Linked DNA regions of Rattus norvegicus: region 2 is linked to region 1. A link is a contact called in public Hi-C data. All regions are on one chromosome and are shown on one strand. Each heading gives the region's core, a stretch centred on a gene start, on an enhancer-like site or on the middle of the called end of the contact. The rest is flanking DNA. Distances are from core to core; before and after follow the strand shown. Region 1 holds the start of Ywhag (tyrosine 3-monooxygenase/tryptophan 5-monooxygenase activation protein, gamma). Region 2 has its middle 19 kb from the start of Hspb1.

The links. A called contact is a pair of places that touch in the nucleus more often than the background predicts.
Region 2: a contact with region 1 is called in a Hi-C map of liver, with 7 times the contacts expected there. The contact joins the enhancer-like site here to the promoter of Ywhag in region 1. A contact is called at or near these places in 6 of 12 Hi-C or Micro-C datasets (frontal cortex, hepatocytes, kidney and 2 more).

Annotation. Positions count from the first base shown.
Region 1 is chr12:26,378,481-26,385,164 of GRCr8, reverse strand. It overlaps Ywhag (tyrosine 3-monooxygenase/tryptophan 5-monooxygenase activation protein, gamma), which reads right to left and starts at 3,946. Exons shown (of 3, transcript NM_019376.2): 1 at 3,715-3,946. The coding sequence starts at 3,801.
Region 2 is chr12:26,410,091-26,416,774 of GRCr8, reverse strand. No RefSeq gene overlaps it. Among named protein-coding and RNA genes, the nearest start is that of Hspb1, 19 kb to the left of the region's middle. Within about 2 kb of position 2,699, at least 89 of the 93 cell types and tissues checked have an H3K27ac peak or open chromatin away from gene starts, as enhancers often do. A contact at or near this core is called in hepatocytes, kidney and liver, where this site is marked.

The DNA of each region.
Region 1 (6,684 bases), core at 2,697-5,196:
GCAGGTAAAAGACGCTTGTCGGCAAACCTCACGACCTGCGTTCAAGTCCCAAGACCTACATGGTAGAAAGAGAAATGATTCCTGCAAGTTGTCCTCTGGCTTACACTGACACATGGCTGGTAATTCTTAAAGAGAGAAAGGAAAAGATAATTTAATCTTCGTTTCAGCATTGTGAAGGATAACCTGAGAAACAAAGTTACATGCTATCTCCACTCCAAGATGCCTAAACCACATGGCAGAGCTCCACCTCAGAGAGGCAAGCAAAGGGCTCATTACTCTATCGTTACTCCATTAGGGACAATGGCTATCAATTGGGCTCCTGAAGAACTTGCAGACATTAAGGGTTTTAAAACCCACTGATCCGGGTTGGGGATTTAGCTCAGTGGTAGAGCGCTTGCCTAGCAAGCACACGGCCCTGGGTTCGGTCCTCAGCTCCGGAAAAAAAAAAGGAAAGAAAAAAAAAAACAAAAAACAAAACAAAAACAAAAAAAACCCCACTGATCCCACAAGGAAAACCTGTTTACCCAACTATGGCAGACTTTTGCCACCATAATGTCCCCCTCCCCCCATAACTCCAGCAAAGTGACTAGTCTAGAACCTGTTCTCCCCCAGGAGGCAAGCACTAGTGGCCCACTCAGGATAGTAAGTTCTCAAGAGGCCACTGAAAGCCAAAGACAGACTAGGCCTGTGGTCTTCCCCTAGCCCAAAGTGCACAGCAGAGCCCTAAAATTCCAGCTAATCCCAGACACTGTATTGCATACATACCTGTGATAAATTTACTAAGACAGGCATAGAAAGAGAAAGAGCTGATAAGAAAACAAAACAATTATAACAACAGACTGGAAGAGAGGTTGAGGGCTTTTATTATATTTTCATCATTTTGGACTGTGATTGGCCAAAGAGAGATGACAGAACCTGAAAATGCGGATGAAGGGAGCTCTGAGATCATCTGCCAGTTTTGGACCTATCTAGGAACCCTGCTTAAATGCTAAAGATTACACTTATCTTAAATGACCCAACTCCCCGTTTCAGAATAGTGCCCAATCACGATCTCTATCCCGTTCACCCACGTAAATGGTTGTGCTCGGAAAGCAACCACAGCATTCCCAGAAGGATTTCCCTAGATACAACTAAACCTACTTCCCTTCCTCACCCGAGGTTCAGCTAACTGGAGAGCTCAACTGGGGTGGTAAAGCAAGGTTTCTTTCTTCATGCTAAGTTCTCCAATGAGGGCTGTTCCAGTTTTTCTGAACTCAGGGGCTCACACACAGGAAGTTGGATGAGCTGCCCCACTGAGGAACCAACCCTGTTTCAGTTGTGTGAAAATTCAGTGAGAGGTAATTTCCTCAAAACCACAGAAAACAGGTTTGAGAAAACTTTATATATATATTTTTAAAAAGGTCTTTATTTTACAAATGGTTCTTCCTTCCAAAGAGCCATCACTATCAGTAAGACACAAGCTTCCCACATTCAGAGGGAAAATATTTTGTATTGGGTTCTTATCCCCTCCCTAACAGCCATTGCTGATGGCCAGCAGGAAGCCACCATTTTTTAAGGTTTTTATGAAAACCTGTTTCATTGAGATAACCCTAAATGCACACCCCACCTCTTCACTATGACCAGAGACATTTCTTACTTAGAAATCCATTCCTTTCCTCATTGTTTTTTTTTCTTTTTTCTTTTTTTAAAATAAGGGAAGATGAATGCTTAAAAACACGAAAGTATCCTGTCAACGTTTGTTAATGGGAGTTTAAGGTGAATGGGCTTGGCCAGATGTCACTGCCCATTTCTGAAAGTAAATAATTTTTTTTATTTCAGGGACTAAGGCCCATCTCGGAGAACATGAAGTGTCCAATGCCACCTGGCTTCTCAGCTCATTTCTGCATTACCTTGGACAAATGCCATCTGAAAACTCCCTACCAGCCCTTAGGTGCATTGCAGCCTCTGTGTCATTGTGTGTGACATCACTGGGTTGCTATGGATATAGGTGCGAGGTCACTCGCTCTCCTGTGAACTAGAAATAGGGGAAAATTAGAGCCTAGATTATCACAAACTGAAGACATTTCCGACATTAGTGACCTACTGGAAGCCTGACTCGTATCCTTTAATCATTAAACTGTTGTTAAAAAAAAAAAAATCCAACTGTAGCAACACATTAATACAACACTGTTTCTGACTTTAAAATTATTTTTTGCAAAATGAAAAAAATCTGTAGCTCATTTAGTTAGGAAAAGGTAATAAGCACCTGGCCTTTTGGAAAACCAGGAAAAAAAATCATTTAAAATTAAATAGTGTCTCTCTCTCTCTCTCTCTCTCTCTCTCTCTCTCTCTCTCTCTCTCCTGTCTCATTTGTAAGGTTTAACATGGAAGGAGGAAGCCAGCACCCACTTTACACCAGAGATGCATTTAACAACCTTTGTTACATAAGGTAGAAAGTTAGATATTAAGGGAGTGGAAAACCCAATTTACTAATTTCTGGAAACCCGAATATTAATTTTTCTAGTGCATTTTGCAATATTCAGGACTCACCCCCTCTCTGCTGGCAAACTGGTTCCCAATTCACTAATAATTGAGTGTCACTGACAAAATGGTGCAAATTAGTTAGGATTTTGCATCTCAGGCAAAAATGCGACAGTATTCTCTTCTCATCAGAATGAGGATGCCTTAGGTCAGGGGAAAAAAAGCCTCCTATACATTTAACAAAAAAAAAAAAAAATTTTTTTTAAAAGACTTTTTCCCCTTTAAAATAACTCCTCCCAGCCTCCACCCAGTCTAGGCTCTCTGCAATATGACAAATGCAGAATCTTCTGGAATGACTTGATACTGCCTCCCACCACCGCTTTGTTTGCAGTATCAGATCAGACAGAATTATTTTTTTACACTTATACGAATTTCTACAGACTCGTGCCTGCAATTAAAAGAGAAACTGCATGTCTCAGTCAGTTAACATTCAAAGGCATTTTATTTAACCCTTCGAAAAGGAAAATTAAAATGAAAAATGAAGAGGCCATACAGAGGGCCATGAATGGGAATGCCAGCGACACACGTATCCCTCCCTTCCTAACAGACTTGCTTTGGGTAATGGGTAAAAAGGAAGCCTTTTGTTAAGAAAAACGTGAGCAGGGTGGTTTCGATTTTACATCACTAACCCCGGGTTTGGTTCTTCCTTTTTTTTTTCTGGAGGAGGGGGTCTCATTTTTTTTCTTCCCGAAATGTCTTTAAAGGATGTGTCAGTGGGGAAGATGGTGTGGGGGGGCTGATGGAGTGGGGAGGCGGCAAACAGGGAGACCTGCTGAGTGAATGGGAAAGGCGCCGCCCAGACACCAGGGAGAGAAAGAGGAACCGCATCCATGCGGTCCCCCCGCCCCCACGCCTAAGCTGGGAGGAGGGGAAGTGGGGCACAAAGGATGCGCAGGGCTCCCGACTCAAGTCTCTGGACATTCAGGGTCACAGAGAGACCCCCACCCCACAGCAGAGACCAGCCGCGCAAGACCCCGCCCCAGCCCCGAACTCGGAGAGGCTGGGAAAGAGGCCGCGTCACCACTCGGGTACAGGAGCCACTTACTAGGACCCGTCCCCAATCCCTCCAAGGAGTGAGATGGAGGTGACCCTACAGTCGTGACAAGACATGCCCCTGAGCATGCCTTCCACGCGGTGGAACGCGGTGTCTGGAGCGACTGGGGCGAGGCAGGGGGGAGGGGAGGAGACACTCACGTTCTTCATGGCCGCGGCCATATCGTCGTAGCGCTCCGCCTGCTCGGCCAGCCGGGCTTTCTGCACTAGTTGCTCGCGGTCCACCATCTTCGCGGGGCTGAAGAGGGTCGGCTGGAAAGAAGGAAACCGAAGACTGCCTTGAAGGGCTTTAGGAAAAGAGAGGAGCGGCTTGGAGCTCGTGTGTCGGAAGGACCGACCCACGAAGCAAGCTGCTAAGGCGAGGACGAGAAGGAGGCGGCACGAGCTGCGACCGCGGGACCCGGCGCAAGGAGGCTGCGGCTCCAATGCGTGCCGCGGGCGGACAACCCCCTGCGGTCCCGCCCACACGAGTGACGTAAAAGTCACCTCCCATTCGCGCATGCGCGCGCCCCGCCCGGTCCCGCCCGACCCTGCATTTACTGGGCTTTTCCCCTATTGGAACATTCGCGGTTGCTCCTCGCGGTTTTCTCAGCGTATGCCCAGTTCTCCACTGCTCCCTAATGTGCACCTTTCTTCGCTTCACCGTAAATCCTCAGCTTCGTCAAACTCATCTCACCTTGCCCCCTAAACCCTCCCTTTTTTTTGCATAGCCTCTGGCGCGTGGACTCCTGGGAATTGTAGTTTGACCCGCAGCAAACTGAATTGCAGAGCAGACCAAGGACAAAGGGGCGGTGGAGACTACATCTCCCTGCGGGCATAGCGCGCAGAGGCTGACCGGGTGGGGGGAAGGGTCTAAATCCGCAGCCGCTGGGGACCCCTGGCGGGGATGCAGCCTGCACTAGTCGCAGTGCTGATTCACGGCCTCGCCCCGTGGCCTCTGGGCAGTTGGGAGAAGAGGAAAGGCCAGGGCCTCAGATCTGGACTCTCTGAAACTGAAGTAACTGGTCATGGTCGGGGGTGAGGGGTCGGGGAAGAACAGGAGTGTAAAGTAGGCAAACGAAGTACAAACCCTGTAAATCCAAACTGCCCAACCACCACCATCTAAAAGGGTGAGCCTGCCCTAGGGATGGCTGCGTGAATGATGCAACCCTTGAACAACTAACACACACCAAAGTTGCAGTCTCCAATGATGCACTTTGACATCGGACTTAAGTGGATTAAATCATGGAATGACACATATCCGCCCGATATATTGCTTATTTTCCCTAAATGGTGTAGCTGTCTGCAGACTGACCCTGGGGACTCCCTTCTTCCTCTCCAGTGAACTGGACCAACGCTTGCCTAAACACACACACCCTATAGTTTTGACTGCTTAATTTATTTTCGTTATGTTTTTATGGGTTGTTTGGTTTGAAGCGGGGGTCTTACAGCTCTCAAGGTGGCTCCAGACGAAGTTCTTGAATTATACGCACGTACAACACAATGGCCTTGACTGCATATTTTATTTGTTTCATCTATTCTACGCGTTGAGCACCAACCCTGTTCCAATGACTTTGTACCTTAGAGCACAACAATACACAAGGCAGACAAAGCACTCGGCTCAAGAAAATAGAAGACTACTGTTTGAAACCCAGGGCAAACAGCTGAGGTAACTATTTAACATATCAAAGTGAACCTGGCTTCCAGGTTCTTCAGGTCTCCCTCAGTCCCAACCCACACCCCTTGCCCTCTACACTGATCTATACAGCTGGGGGTTGGGGAGGGAGCTGGACTGCCCTTGCCCCCAAGGGCTCTTCCCTATATAATCCAGACATTTTGTTTACACACCTCTTGTTTAGTTCCTTTTGTACCTTTGGCTTCCTGGCTGGTTCCCCTCTCTTCCTTCCCCTCTTTCACTCTGCACATGGTTCAGGGTCATACCCACTCTGGACTCTTCCAGATGTCTGCCTCTAGCCATGTCTCCCTTATATTTCCCTTATAAACTTTCTCCTTGACCATGCCTAGGAGCACTCCTATCCTCTCCTTTCTTTTTTATTTATTTGTTTTACACATAACAGCCAGGATTGGTTTTAATCCCAGCATCAGGAAGGCAGAAGCAGGCAGATTGCTGTGAATTCCAGCCCAGACAGGGCATCTCAAAGATGAATGAATGAACGAGAATGAGAAAGAAAAGGAAGAATAGACGATCCCTCTACCATATAAACCAAATGGGGTGGTACACACATATAATTCTAGTACTCTGGAAATGGACAGAAAATCAGAATGTCATGTTGTCCTTGATTACGTAGCAAATTCAAAGTCATTATGGTATTCGTAAGACACAGGAAAAGAAAAAAAAAAAAAAAAGGAGACGAGGGGCTGCAGAGCTGGCTTGGCAGTTAATCTTGCTTGCTGATCTTCCAGAGAGCCCCAAGTTCTGTTCCCAGCACCCAGTATTTGCTTATACATGCCTGTATAATACATGCCTGGAATTCTAGCTCCAGGGAATCCAATATCCTTTTCTGGCCTCCTTGGACACACAAATGTAACAAATACATAAATAAAAATAAATGTTGAGGCTGGAGAGATGGCTCAGTGGTTAAGAGCACTGGCTGCTCTTCCAGAGGTCCTGAGTTCTGCCCTCTTCTGCTGTGTCTGAAGACAGCCACAGTGACCTCACACACATAAAATAAATTAAAATCTTTTAAATAAATGAATCTTGAAGCCAGGTATTTTTTTTTAATAAACAAATGAATCTTGAAGCCAGGTATGTGAAGCAAGCCTTTTATCCCAGCACTCAGAAGGCAGAAGCAGGCAGATCTCTGTGAGTTTAAGGCCAGCCTGGTCTACAAAGCAAATTCCAGGACAGCCAGGGCTACACAAAAAAAAAAAAACCCTGTCTCAAAAAAAAAAAAAATCTTGAAAAGAGAAAAAGCTGGGTAGAGTGATCCCAGCACTCAGAAGACACAGGCAGGCAGATCTATGAGTTCAAAGCCAGCCTGGTCTATAGAGCAAATTCTAGGAAGATCAGGGATACACAGAGAAACCCTGTCTTGAGAAGACAAAACAAAACAAACAAAAGGTTTTAAAATTTCAACTTCCAACACCACACAAAAAAGTATTTTCAGCTGA
Region 2 (6,684 bases), core at 1,450-3,949, 33 kb before region 1:
TCCTGCCTCGGCCTCCCAAATGCTGGGATTAGAAATGTAAATGAACAGATGCTGCCACACTCAGCTTCCTGTATCATTTTTGTGGTGCTGGAGATTGAACCCAGGGCTTTGAGCACATCAGCGTGTGTGCGCTGCAACTGTGCCAATTCTCTGTGCAACAGCAGGGAGCCAGTGAGTATCAGGCATTTGTTTGGTTCTACAGCATTGGAGATGGAACACTTAGTCATGCTAGGTGCGTATGCTAATCACTAAACTGCCCCCAGTCCCTCCCTGGGGGATTCTAGGCAGGGGCTCTACCACTGAGCCACGCCCCCAGCCCCTCCCTGGAGGATTCTAGGCAGGGGCTCTACCACTGAGCCATACCCCCAGCCCCTCACTAGGGGATTCTAGGCAGGTGCTCTACCACTGAGCCACGCCCCCAGCCCCTCACTGGGGGATTCCAGGCAGGGGCTCTACCACTGAGCCACGCCCCCAGCCCCTCACTAGGGGATTCTAGGCAGGTGCTCTACCACTGAGCCACGCCCCCAGCCCGTCACTGGGGGATTCTAGGCAGGGGCTCTACCACTGAGCCACGCCCCCAGCCCCTCACTAGGGGATTCTAGGCAGGTGCTCTACCACTGAGCCACGCCCCCAGCCCCTCACTGGGGGATTCTAGGCAGGGGCTCTACCACTGAGCCACGCCCCCAGCCCCTCATTGGGGGATTCTAGGCAGGGGCTCTACCACCGAGCCACGCCCCCAGCCCCTCACTAGGGGATTCTAGGCAGGTGCTCTACCACTGAGCCATGCCCCCAGCCCCTCACTGGGGGATTCTAGGCAGGGGCTCTACCACTGAGCCACGCCCCCAGCCCCTCACTGGGGGATTCTAGGCAGGGGCTCCACCACTGAGCCATGCACCCAGCCCCTCACTGGGGGATTCTAGGCAGGGCTCTACCACTGAGCCATGCCCCCAGCCCCTCATTGGGAGATTCTAGACAGGGGCTCTACCACAGAGCCACGCCCCTAGCCCCTCACTGGGGGATTCTAGGCAGGGGCTCTACCACTGAGCCACGCCCTCTGCTTCTCTCTGGGGGACTCTAGACAAGTGCTGTACCACCCCAGTCACACAATCTGCTCCTCACTGGGGGATTCTAGGCAAGAGGTCTACTTACTACTGAGGTCATCTAATCCCTTTTCCTATCCAATTTATTTTGAGACAGGCTCTCATCGACTTAAATTTGCCATCCTCCTGGCTCAGCAAACCCATATACCAATCTCACCCCTAAATTTGGGATTAGAAACCTGAGCCATGAGGTGTAGCTTGCTAGGTGTGTGTGTGTGTGTGTGTGTGTGTGTGTGTGTGTGTGTGTGTATGTGTGTGTGTGTGTGTATTTAGTTGTTTGTTTGATTTTTTGAGACAGGGTTTCTCTGTGTAACACTGGCTGTCCTGGAATTCATTCTGTAAGCAGGCTGGCCTCAAACTCGGAGATCTGCCTGCCTCTCTCCTGAGTGCTGCAATTTAAGGCCTGTACCACCAACACCCTGCTGTCTTTATGAAGTAGATAGGCTAAATGTTATGCCCCGAGTACTTAGGACACAGTGAAATGTGAATTCAAATCCTGATTTTATTTCCCTGACAGAAGATGGGACATAGCTGAATGACAGAACAAAACTGATCTTTGAGCCAATGAGGTGGCTTCGTGAGCAAAGGAACCCGTTCCAAGTCTTAGGAGAGACCTGAGTTTGATATCTGAGACCCACATGATGGAAGGCGAGAACTCCCTCACACACGTGTAAACACACAGCTTCTTCTATGTAACTGTCTATGTAGCTGTCCTGGAATTCGCTACGTAGACCAGTCAGGCCTTGAACTCACTGACATTGGCCTGCCACTGCCTTTTGAATGCTAGGATAAATGCTGTGCACCCCCACACCTAGCCTCGTCTCGCTAATTCTAGGTTAGAAAATGACAAGGGAGGGGCGACACTGTTTTCTCCTTCTGACCTTGTTGCAAGCTGATTCGTAACTGGCCGCCATTCATTTGAAACTGTAAATATCTGGCCAGAGCTGGCCAGGTCGGCTGGGGGCCTTGAATGCTAGAGAGAGAAAGGACTGGCTTCTAAGTCCTTAGAATTCCAACTGTGTAGCCCATGTCTATCAAAGAGCACTATCAAGGGGCCCGAGTGCGAGGGGATGAAACTTGGCATTAGAAATCCACCTCTGGGCTCTCCCAGAGTATGTGGACTTGAGCTCAAAGAGGCTGAGCCACGATTTCCCAATTAAGGACACAGGAACAATGTAGATATCTTGGGATCGTTTCCGGAAGGTAATCTGGACATGAGGAACTGCAGCAAGCTTAAGAGGACAGAGAGTGGGTCACTGACTCTATGGCAACCCTGACGGCAAGGACCACCTGGAGCCTGATGCACCATCCTCTAAGGTCACCTCCTTCCAAGGACAATCCCCGTGGAGGTTATTGCGCCCTCAAAAAAACCCAAAGCAGATTATTCCGTAAGGACTACAAAGGCAGAGACAAAGCGGAGAGAACAGAGCTCAGAAGCTAGGATAAGCTCCGCATTAGCGGCGAGCTCAGCAGGAGGATTCCAATGCAGGGATGCGAGACCCAGCAACAGGCCGGCCATTGGCCCAGAGGCAAGATGCTGGCTTGTGATTGGCTCTTGCCACGCGCCGGGTAGAAGGCAATCTTCTTGCCCGGCAAGGCGGGGCTGAGCCGCGGCCCCGCCTAGTTCACAGCCGGGTACCTGGGTAGTCCGCAATGGCCAGGGTAGGGGAGTGGTCACTCGGATGCCTGACTCTCCTGTGGGCACACACAGGCAGCACAATTCTTTTTCTTAAGTCCAGGAGTTTGGGGGAGGGGAACACGCAGAAACCGGGGATTGGAGATCTCAGATGGGCCGGCCTTGAGGTCGCTACTGCCATCAGGGTCTGGGCTCTGGGTACCCGCACTAACTGGGTCAGCTGCAGAACCTGCAGTGCCCACCAGGGGGAGGCAGAGGACGTCGGTGCTGGAGTCCCTGGGGGTTATGGGGAATAGATCCCAGACTTGGGCCAGGAAGACTCCTGAATCCCAGCAACCCCATTCCCCATTCTTGTACTCAGCCTCATTCCATTTTGCAATCAGGTAATAGTTCAGGGTCAAGCCAGTTAACGCTGTAGCTTCCTTCGCCTTTTTTTTTTTTTTTTTTTTTAAGACAAGGTCTAACTGGATAACCCTGACTTCGAACTCACAACACTGCTGCCTCTTTGGAGTTCTATACTCCGGAGTCTGGCAAAACGTTTTTGTTTTGTTGGGTTTTTTTTTTGAGACCCAGTCTCATGCAGCCCAGGCTAGTCTCAAATTTATAGAAGCTGGCCTTGAACCCCAGAAATGCTGTTATTTTTATATCTCGTCTCTCAGCATCCTCCCCCACTTTTAACTTTTCTTTCCTCTTTTTGAGACTGGTTTCATGCAATTCAAGCAAGTCTTGAACATTACCTTGCAACTTTAAAAAAGATTTTGTGTAGGTGTTGTGTACACAGGCATAAGCAGGGGCCCAAAAAGGGTGTTAGGATATCTTCAACCGCTTTCCACCTATTCCTGAGCCAGGGTTTTTTCCTGAACCTGAGATGTGGATTTCCTCAGATACACTGGAAGCCAGCAAGCACCAGTTGATGGCCCTTTGGAGCACAGGTCGCCTGGCTTGCCAAGTGGGCGCTGGGTCTGTGAAAGCACAGCTTTCTCTCAGCTCCAGCCTTCAACCTTGAACTGAACCTCCAGTCTCCATGAGTGCTAGGATATCAAGTGTGCCCCTCTACACCTGGTACGTGCTGTCCAAGTGTGCCCCTCTACACCTGGTGTGTGCTGTCCAGCTGTGCTCCACTACACCTGGTGTGTGCTGTCCAGGTGTGCCCCTCTACACCCGGTGTGTGCTGTTCAGGTGTGCACCACTACACCTGGTGTGTGCTGTTCAGGTGTGCCCCTCTGCACCTGGTGTGTGCTGTCCAGGTGTGCACCACTGCACCTGGTGTGTGCTGTCCAGATGTGCTCCACCACGTGCACACCTGGTGGTCTTGATGAAAGTCACATGCATAGGTTATGTTTGGGTTTTTTTTCAAGACAGGCTTTCTCGGTGTAGCCCTGGCTGTCCTGGAACTGGCTCTGTGGACCAGGCTGGCCTTGACCTCAAAGATCCACCTGCTTCTGCCTCCCAAGGGCTGGAACTACAGGTGTGCGCCACACCTGGCCCTATTTCGTGTATGTTAAGCAAGCACTTTACCAATGGAGCCACCTCCCATGTTCTGTTACTTTACTCTCACCCAGCTTCATTTCCTCCGTTACCACTGGTCTATCAGTCTTTGTCCAGTGCCTTTACTTGGGAGGCAGACATTGTGAGTTCCAGGCCAGCATGGTCTACAAGTTCTTTTTAAATTAATACACCACATACATCAATAGTATGGCTTCTCTAGCTTCTGCCCCACAATGGGGTATGTCATGGTGGGGATCTGGACACTTAGAATATTACTATTCAAAGACTGACTTACAGTGCTCATAATCAGAACAGGCTGGATCCTCAGATGGGCTTACCCAGCTGTTAGCTGCTCAATCTGTCTTGCCTCTAGTCTCCCGATTGACTCGTTTCACTCTTCCATTACCTTCCCCCCACCTTACAACACCCAGACCGAGACTGGAGGAACAGCAATGTTTCCAGCAGTCAGGTTTTGCAGGAAGAGAATCTTCAACTCCCAGGAACACCCCTTCCACACACAGACCCCCTTTTGAGGCAGGGTTTCTCTGTGTGTGTGGCCCTGGCAGTTCTGGACCCACCCTGTAGACCAGGCTAGCCTCAAACTGAAGAGTGCTAAGATTAAAGGCAATCTTTGCCACCACTCCCTGGCTGGCAAAACCCCCTTTAACCAATATGGGGAAAGTACCTTCAGAAAGCACTATTGCTCCTGTGGAACCCAAAGTTCCCCCACTAACTAAAGTACTACCAACCAAGGCTAGGGTGATCCCCTGGCTGTGGGGGATACTCAGCCAGACAGCACTTGTCAAACATTCCCTGGTGATCGGCTGGGGCGGAGGCAAGAAACTCAACGGAAGAGTGGTTCTTAAGAGAGGTTCATTGGGTCCCATCCTGAGAACCCAAACGTAAGAAAACTCAACCACCATTAAGATCCCCTTGCGAAAACCCAGCTATCCGTGAGACTGAAGTGGGGTCTTGAAATGTCTAAGTGGGGGGATCCAGTCACAGCCATCACAGCGGGAGAGAACAGAAGTGGTCAGCTTCCCCTGATGCAGACTACAGATGAGAGTGTCTTCCCTTTCCTGCTCAGAGGACCCTTGTGAACATTGAGTGCTACACTGTCTCCAGCCTTGTCTTTGGGGGCAGGACACCTCGCCCGTTGTGAAGCAAGCACAGGTGGGAAAAGCAGAGCAGAAATGGAGCCATCCAATCTGAGTCTGAGGGAAGAAACCTGGTGCGTTTGCTGGGTGCTGGCAATTTCCAGAGCTGTAGTTTGGGTCTTGACAGTGTAGGTAAGGGGCTCCACTGCTTAAGACCTGGACAAAACCAGAGCGAGCAAAATCTTCAGCTATTGGGCTAGGTGTGGTAACCACCTGTAATCTCGGGAATCGGGAGGTGGAAGCAGGAACAGTTTGAGGCCAGCCTGGGCTACATAAGCCTCATCTCTGTCTCACAAAGCAGTCTGGCTTCTTTTGTGTGCTGGCAGGTGGGGACTGGATGGGTTTCTTTGAAGCAGGATCTTACCATGTAGCCCTGGCTGACTGTGCACCCAGAGACCTGCCTGTCATTGCTTGAGATTTAAGTCAGGGCACCCCCACCTCCAGCTGTTTGGTTTTGTTGGTGAGTCAGGGCCTCTCTAGCCCAGTAGTTCTCAATCTGTGATCAGGACCCCTTGGGGTTGCATAACTGTAGCAAAATCAGTTATTTAGTGCCAATGAAAATAATTTTATGTCTGGTGGTCACAACATGAGGAAATTAAAGGGTCGCAGCATAAGGGACATTTAGAACCACAGTCCTAGCCCTAGTTGGCTTTCCCCTAAGTCCCACTGTCTTTTGCTTGTGTGATGTGTACCAGCTTCCCTGTCCTGCCAACAGATATCCCCGTTTATCACAAGACCACATTTGTGGCTCTTCAGATTTAACTGCAGGCTGCCACAGCAGGGCTGGAAAAATGACAGAGGCAGGCCCACTAGGCAAGCTGTCTGTCGTACCTCCGCGTTCCGACTAATCTGGTTACTGAATGTCAACTCCCAGAAATAGAGACCGCTGTTACCAGGTTGGTTTTCGGAGACCGTTTCCCCAGGCTTGCTCGGAGGCCCAGACTGCCATTCTTGGCCACCCGATCACCCTGTGAGTCAACATGCAGGCTCAGCTGACCGGTGTCAAGGCCAATGCATGTGGTAATCACGCATAAATAGAGTAGGGAAACAGCAATAGCAGGAGTGTATGTCCTCGCAGGGAGAGCCTACAGGAGCCCACCCCCAAAGTTCTTGGATGGAGATATTCTCGGATAGGGAGGGGTCCCAAGTACATGGGCGGGTCACTCTGCTAGCACCACACCCAACTCCTGCCCACCACCTTCTCTGTATTGCCTTTACTTTCCGGTTCTTGAAGGGTTCTTGAAGACAGGCTCTCCCTATGTTGGTTGCCCAGCCTGGCTTTGAACTCGACGCCTTACTTTAG